Regions from separate parts of the Mus musculus genome. Here region 2 is linked to region 1. A link is a contact called in public Hi-C data. All regions are on one chromosome and are shown on one strand. The core of a region is the stretch at or near the end of the contact, and the rest is flanking DNA. Distances in the headings are between cores, read along the strand shown. Region 1 holds the start of Fbxo5 (F-box protein 5). Region 2 holds the start of Rps12 (ribosomal protein S12).

Region 1 (3,359 bases), core at 291-2,790:
ACACGTAGTTTAGTATCTTTCATTTACTGAAAATTTTGATTGCCAAATTCCTTCTCATTAGGATATAAACTTCCTTAAAGACAGGGCTCGTGTCTTTTCAGCCTTTTTACTTAGAGGCAAAGTTCTCAGGTACAAAACAGAAATAGCGGTCAAGATTTTGGTAAGCAACACCACCTACATCACTATTTTTTTTGCAACACTCCAAACGTGAAAATGCCAGAAAACTAGGGATAAACAAAAAGAATTTGATAAAAACTGGATCCACCCAACGTTTGTATGACTCAGTCCAATCTTGGTCCCGCTTTACACAGGAGCTGCATGGAACACTAACAGAAAGTCATATGCTCTTGCAGAAAAGCAAGAGGGAAATGGCATATCCTGTAGCTTTACTGCTCTGTAGTCTGAAAAGAAGTTAAGTGTATTGTCACCACTTAGAAATAAATTCAAGACGTGCATGCCCAGCATCATTAGTGGTGCACTATAGCTCACCATCAGACTTAATAATACTTTCACTCTCGCCTTTGATATAAAAATATCCACGCAGCCAGGGCGCTCCACCCCAAAGAGACGGGAGTCTGACTTATTTAGGGGAACAGGTCGGCTGTCGAGCCTAGCCAACGAAGGTTAAGAACACATAAAATAAAATACAAATTAACACTTTTAAGAATTCGTGGTGGTTGAAAACCCAAAAGAATGCAATGGCCAAAGCAGGGCTATACAGAGAAACCCTGTCTCGAACCGGCCCCCCCGCCCCCAACCCAAAAAAAAGAAAAAAAGAATGCAATGGCCAGATCTAAGTTAGGCCGCGCCCTCAGCCTTCGGAAGGCGCCAAGCAAAGGGACGCCGGGGTCCTGCTGCGCGCCATCCCCAGGGCAAGGGCGGTTCTCCGGTCACATGTCCCCCCCAGCTAGTCCGCCCCGCCCGGAGGGAACCGCCAGGCTCCTCGCGCGCAAGCGCCAACCCGCCAACTCCGTAGTGGCGGCCGCGCAATACGCAAGCGCAGGAGCTCCAGGCAGGGGGTGGAGCCAATTTAGGAGGGAGAGTAGAGCGCGCCTAAATCCTAGAGAGGCGGGTCCGGAGCCAGGGGAAGGGCTTGTTTTCCGGAAGGTGTGCACTCAGAGTGGCGGGTTTGCAGCTCTGCAAACTCGCTCGTAACAGACGATGGAGGAAGACTGGGGGCCCGCCTGTGTCCATCACAGACTTTCAGGCAGAAGTCGGAGCTGTCCCCAGGACATGAGGACTCTGGAGAAGCCGGTTCGCGGGATAACGGAGGGGGGGTGCGGGGAGAGGGCAGCATGGCGGGTTTGCGCAGAGGACCAGCCGCCTTCACAGGCCACGCCTACATGGGCGTGCTTGCCAGCTCCATCAGCAACTTTGGGGAGGCGAGGATCTGGGCGTGTGGGAGGAGCCCAGGCTCCAGGGCTGGCTCCGCCCCCGCGCCCTCCTATTGGGCGAGCGAGGGCGTCCTCTCATGCCGCCTGCCTATTGGCACGCTTGTGCAAACGCCGCGCCCCATTGGTCTGTTCTGATTTGGGCACCAAATTCAAAGATTTTAAAAGTACCAGCTGGCGCCTTTTAAGAGCTGCGGCTCGGCGCCTCGTCTGGCCGGCCACCTTTTTCCTGTCGTCGCCGCCACCTCCCCAGCATTGGAGCCCGAGTTTTGCGGCATGAGCCGGCGCACCTGCAGTGACCTGCGCCGGCCGTCCTCCTGTCCCTGCCGTCTTGGCGCGCGGACTACCGTGGACGGTGAGTGTGAGGCGGGCATCGTGGGAATCCTTTCTCTGTGGCGGCAGCCTCAGAAACTGGGTGCTTGCAGATCACGGTGTTCCGGGCCTCAGGCGACCTATTTGGGCCCGGGACTGGGAGGAAGGCGCGGAGCAAGGGTGGCTGGTGCAGAGTGGGACAGATGTGGTCGGCCTTGTACGGGGTCCTACTATTCCATCCCACCCCGAGACCCTGCACTGGGGACGTGCAAGGTAGTGGCTTCTGCGCGCCGCATTCCACCCCACCCCCTGCCTGGGCGCCAAATGCCCCCTCCTCTCCCCTCCTCAACTCATGCTCGAGCTGTGACAGGACTGTGGGACTCCAAGCTGGCCAGATGGCCCCATCTCTAGCCTCTACGCCCCCCATTTCACAACTCATCTATCTCACATCCATACTCAGTCTCCGTAACTTTTTGCCCTCAGAGCCCTGGCTGGAGAGCGCGGGAGATTGAGCTCCGCGCTTATCTCCCGCCTTCCCTCGTGCACCGCGCCCTCGGGGCACCTCCCACCACCGACCCCCTCAGCATTTCTAGGGGCTCCTTCTCAGCTCCCGCCAAATGTAAAGGACCCCCCAGCCCCCGCCTGCCCACTGTACCAAATGGAAAAAGTTTTTTTTTTCCTCCCCTGTTTTGCTGCTTCTCAGTAAGTCTCAAGGCCTGGAGTCAGCAGGGCCTTTTAAAAAGCGCCCTTTTTCCTCCAAAACGGTGAGTTTGCCTGTAGTGTTTAGCTGATGAAAGAATCGAGGAGGGATTGTTTAATTTTCGGGTGTTTTGAAGAATTAATGGTCACTTTTTCCAACGTTTAGGTGAGCAGAGAGAATCAATTGTTTATTTTCTTATTAATTTTTTATCTTTCTTGGCATCTCAATGAAAGATGCATCGGTTCTATCGTAGAAAATTTCCAACTGAAGGAAGAGGTAATTCATTCTCTCTCTCTCTCTCTCTATATATATATATATATCCTCAATAATCTTTCTTCATCAGAAAAGGAATTAAGTCTTGAAGAGAAGAAAGTACTAGCTTAGCAGAATGTGTCTGTAAAAGAGTACCCGAGTCTCCGTTAGAAAATAAGAAATTTAATGGTTTACGAAGGGATTCTTTTGCTCAGCTTTCCTCCTCAGGAAATGCTTGCTGCCCCCAACTCCCCTCCCCCACTGGGTTTACAGCCTTGAAGAAACCTTAAAAAATAATTAGAACATTTAAATATTTTTCAAAGTAGACTTAAAGGTTTTCTCTTGGCTTATACTTTCAATCACCTTTCCTCACCCTTGCACAAAGAAGGGATGGTGTTTGACCTTGGCCACATGGCTGGGGACTGAGACTGAAACCTAGTTAACATATGGAAGAGCTAAGACTTTAAGGCCAGCTTTCATTACAGTCTTTAATCTGGAGTGTAAAGCCTGTGTTTATAAGTTAAATGAAAGGCCAGACTTGGTGCACTTTAGCTCTCCACCTTTCCCCCATCCCGTGATTGGCTGAGGGGTGCTAATGTGAGTTCTAAAACATTGAAATATTTTTCGTTTTATCTGTAAGTTCATTTAAGGACAGCCCCCTCCCCAAAACCTAATAGAATAAGCTGGTCAGAAAGCTCCGCAGA
Region 2 (3,730 bases), core at 194-2,693, about 18 Mb before region 1:
CTTAAATGTTTTCCTTTTTTTGCTTTAGACATTGTCTTCCTGGTAGCCTGGAACTCACAGCTATCCACCTGCCTCTGCTTCTCAGGTGCTGGGATGAAAGTCTTGCAACTTATGTATGGTTTGACACATTAACTTTTAATAGCCTTATACTAAGGAAACTACTTAAACTCTACTTAACCACATTCTTTTCCGACTGTGTAATGTTTCAAAATCACTTCCAAAACAGCCAAAAGGCACGTGTGCCTTCCTGCTCTCTCTTCCTGTCTGAATATTCTTCCTGCACTTACCTGGCTGGAACTCTAGTTAAAACCTCTTTTAAATGCTGCCATAAACTCCAAATCCCCTGCGTTCCCACATCATCTCCACTCCCCAGCACCGTGGCATTCTGGTATGTTACTCTTTGGCTAAAATACTAGCTTTATCTTTTAAAATGCAGACTTTTAAGTGTCCGCCGTCTCTCATCTTTAAAACAGCACCATAGACACTGGCAGAAATACGCCCACAGAAACTAACCACCTATTAAATACTTTTTTGAATTGCAGGGGTAAGGAAGCAAGCATGAGGCTTTAGGGGTGAAACCCAAACGTTTATTGGAAAAGCTAAAACTTCCATCAACTTTCTTATATCCTCATGAAATTCATGAGCCCGACAATGATCACTGTATCCACCAGGTTGGCCATCAGAAGCTCTGGTTGGCTTCGGGGATATCTTCTGAGAGAGATGTCTTGTGTATTTGCTTTGGAAGTAGAAGAGCGAGTGATTCCTTCGAAATTAAAATGCATTTGTCGGCGTAGGCGGGAACTGGCTTTAAGATTCTGGAGTTCCACTCCTGGTAGCCGAATCCTCGGTGGAATTTAGTGACAGATCCACAGTGAGAGTTTAACATGTACCTCAGGGATCCAGTGTCTGCGAAGCTGCGACTCGGGAAAAAAACTAGGGTCATTACCTAAATGTTCATTCAGAACCGGTTGCATTCAGACCGGGATCTGACCTGGCCGCAAGGTCTGCTTAAACACGTTGCAAAGCAGTGGGGTTTGTGATCATACACAAATCACAGCCACTCAGAGAGGCTAAAAACCAAAGGACCAAAATGTGGACACACTCAGCCTAATCGGCCAGTATTGGCAACAGGAAACTTCACGATAAGACGTGGAAAAACTGCTTAAAACAAAGTAATTCAGCAGCGAAGAAAACGGCAGTAGTTTGGCTCCTCTCGTGTTCCGTAGGAGCGGATCGTGGGACCTCTGTGGTCCACGCCCCCTGGGCAAAGGCTGCCCGCTGCGATGCCTGCTAGAAATCCAGCCGCGTTCTTACCACGGACGCTCCTAAAGGCGGAAGTGGAAACTCCTAAGGCACGGCACCACCGGAGCCACCTCTTTAGTGGGAGGAGTTGCACATGCGCACAGAAGTCGAGCGGAGCGCTTAAATACCGTCATGCGGCCACCGCCGGCCTTTTCCCCTGCCGCCGCCGACTTGCGCGGAGGCGGAAGCTCGGGGTGAGTGTGATCCCAGCTCGTGCGCCGGCGATAGCGTGTCTACTGCGCCTTGGCTTCAAAAGTGAAGTACTTGGGTCTTAACGGGCGATTTACTGATGTTTTGTCTTTCAGTGCGTTCAAGATTCGGCGTCACCCGTGATTCACCGCCATGGCCGAGGAAGGGTGAGCGAGTGGGGCGTGGGCCTCCCGCGGGCGGCGCTGGTCTGGGCTTTTCTCCATGCTAGTTCCCCATCCCTAGCCTGCCGAGGGTCCTAACGTCTCTGTCTGCATTCCAGCATAGCTGCTGGAGGTGTAATGGACGTCAACACTGCTCTACAAGAGGTGCTGAAGACCGCCCTCATCCACGATGGCCTAGCACGTGGCATACGCGAAGCTGCCAAAGCCTTAGACAAGTACGTGTCTCAGTCTCAATACTGTGGGGTGTTGCAGCCGGAACAAAGACTGCAGCAGCCAAGGGAAGAGAGCGTGAAGTTCATGCTGTTAGCACAAAAGTTCTGAATGTCATCCGGCCAGCAGGAAACCTAGGAAAAGGTATCAACTCTAGCCCACTTAGGATGTGTGGGTTGCTGTGTGGATCGGGGATGACGAGCAGTAGTTTTGTAAAGCTACAGTGTTTGCATGATGACTTGAATTGTCGGATACCCCTTCACCCCGTTCATGGGTGAGAAACAGCTAGTCTGACAAACCTGTAGCTCGTGGGGATAGATAGTCCGGTAGTTTTGCTAGAAGATGGAAAAGGGGGGGGCATCATTATTTAGTTTGCAAATACTTAAACGACAATATTGTGGTGTCGGGGAAATCTAGCTATATCCGGGAGACTTGAGAACATGCATGGTTTATTAGGCTTATGCACGTGTATTCTACTGTTTGAGGTAAAGTCAGGTGATTTTGGATGCTGTTGTGAATATTTACAGTGCTTCCTGCACAGGACTGCTTTGGATCAGCTTTCAAGTTGGAAATACCCTGAAAGTGGTCATAGTTTCCTTTGGCCATAAATAGGTTTCCTATTATAATGTGTGGTATTGGTATCTAAGTTTGTACAGGGAAAGTGAATGGCTAGTCTGCAGTTTGGTACAGTAAATCCTGTGTGGTCAGGTTTACTAGCACAGTGAAGACCCTTGAAGGTTTCACCTTTGAGTTTTGCATTTTAGGCGCCAAGCCCATCTGTGTGTGCTCGCATCCAACTGTGATGAGCCCATGTATGTCAAGCTGGTGGAGGCACTTTGTGCTGAGCACCAAATCAACCTGATAAAGGTAAGCCTTAGTGATAATGGTGTTGAGCCACAGGCACCAGCACTAACTTGCATGGTAGTTTTGATGATTTTCACGTGGGCTGTACATGATGAAAACAGTCTCCCTCTTCTGAATCTCGCTGAGGAAACTGCACGTCACCCTCCTGAAACAGCCACCCTGGGAATGTTGAGGGTCAGCTTTTACTAGTTTCAATCCTTGTTAGTAATTGCTTTTGTCTTTGATAGGTTGATGACAACAAGAAACTAGGGGAATGGGTAGGCCTCTGTAAAATCGATCGAGAGGGCAAACCACGGAAGGTGGTTGGTTGCAGTTGCGTAGTGGTTAAGGTAAGTCTTGCTTTTCTCTTTAAAATGTTGATGGCCCTTTAGTGGAAACAAGTTTTAAAGACAAGATTTAAACCTTCTGTAAAGATAAGCCATCATTTGAAAGCCAGCCAATTAATCTGCTTATCTCAATGTTTCTGCAGAAATTTAGAAAGGGCTGGCAATATTAATGCCATGGTACGAGCCTTAGGGGCAGCTGAAGCCTTTAAGGTCCCTGAAAGTGGCTACAGTATTATTGGGAAGACTGAATCAAATAGCTGATCGGAATTTAATACTGAAAGTAATTCGCATTTAATTTTTTTAAGGACTATGGCAAAGAATCTCAGGCCAAGGATGTCATCGAGGAATACTTCAAGTGCAAGAAATAAATAAATTTTGGCTGATTTTTCTCTTGTATTTCTTGTTTGCTGGTATAAAATGGGATGTGCTTACTCAGGTGATAGTGGATTGGAAGTACCTGTCTGCTCTTACTATTTTCGTTGGGTAAATGACTGCCAAGGCTACATACACAACTAAAATTGGGCTTTGGGCTTAGTATTTTTGATGGACAAAGGAGACGCATCAAAGCTTTAAACTGGAGAACACAGGCCTCAGAATTAGGCACACTGGGCAGCCAGAACTATAGATAATTGCTAAAATTTCTGGTTACATGCCATG

Evidence for each region. A called contact is a pair of places that touch in the nucleus more often than the background predicts.
Region 2: a contact with region 1 is called in a Hi-C map of CD4 T cells, with 6 times the contacts expected there. The contact joins the promoter of Rps12 here to the promoter of Fbxo5 in region 1.

The regions. Positions count from the first base shown.
Region 1 is chr10:5,803,646-5,807,004 of GRCm38.p6, reverse strand. It overlaps Fbxo5 (F-box protein 5), which reads left to right and starts at 1,540. Exons shown (of 5, transcript NM_025995.2): 1 at 1,540-1,746. The coding sequence starts at 1,668.
Region 2 is chr10:23,784,922-23,788,651 of GRCm38.p6, reverse strand. It overlaps Rps12 (ribosomal protein S12), which reads left to right and starts at 1,443. Exons shown (of 6, transcript NM_011295.6): 1 at 1,443-1,496; 2 at 1,608-1,658; 3 at 1,772-1,888; 4 at 2,648-2,750; 5 at 2,975-3,076; 6 at 3,379-3,469. The coding sequence starts at 1,645. The coding sequence ends at 3,441. It overlaps LOC115487513 (a small nucleolar RNA gene), which reads left to right and starts at 2,109; the gene lies at 2,109-2,182. It overlaps Snora33 (small nucleolar RNA, H/ACA box 33), which reads left to right and starts at 3,201; the gene lies at 3,201-3,305. Snord100 (small nucleolar RNA, C/D box 100) reads left to right here and starts at 2,831; the gene lies at 2,831-2,898.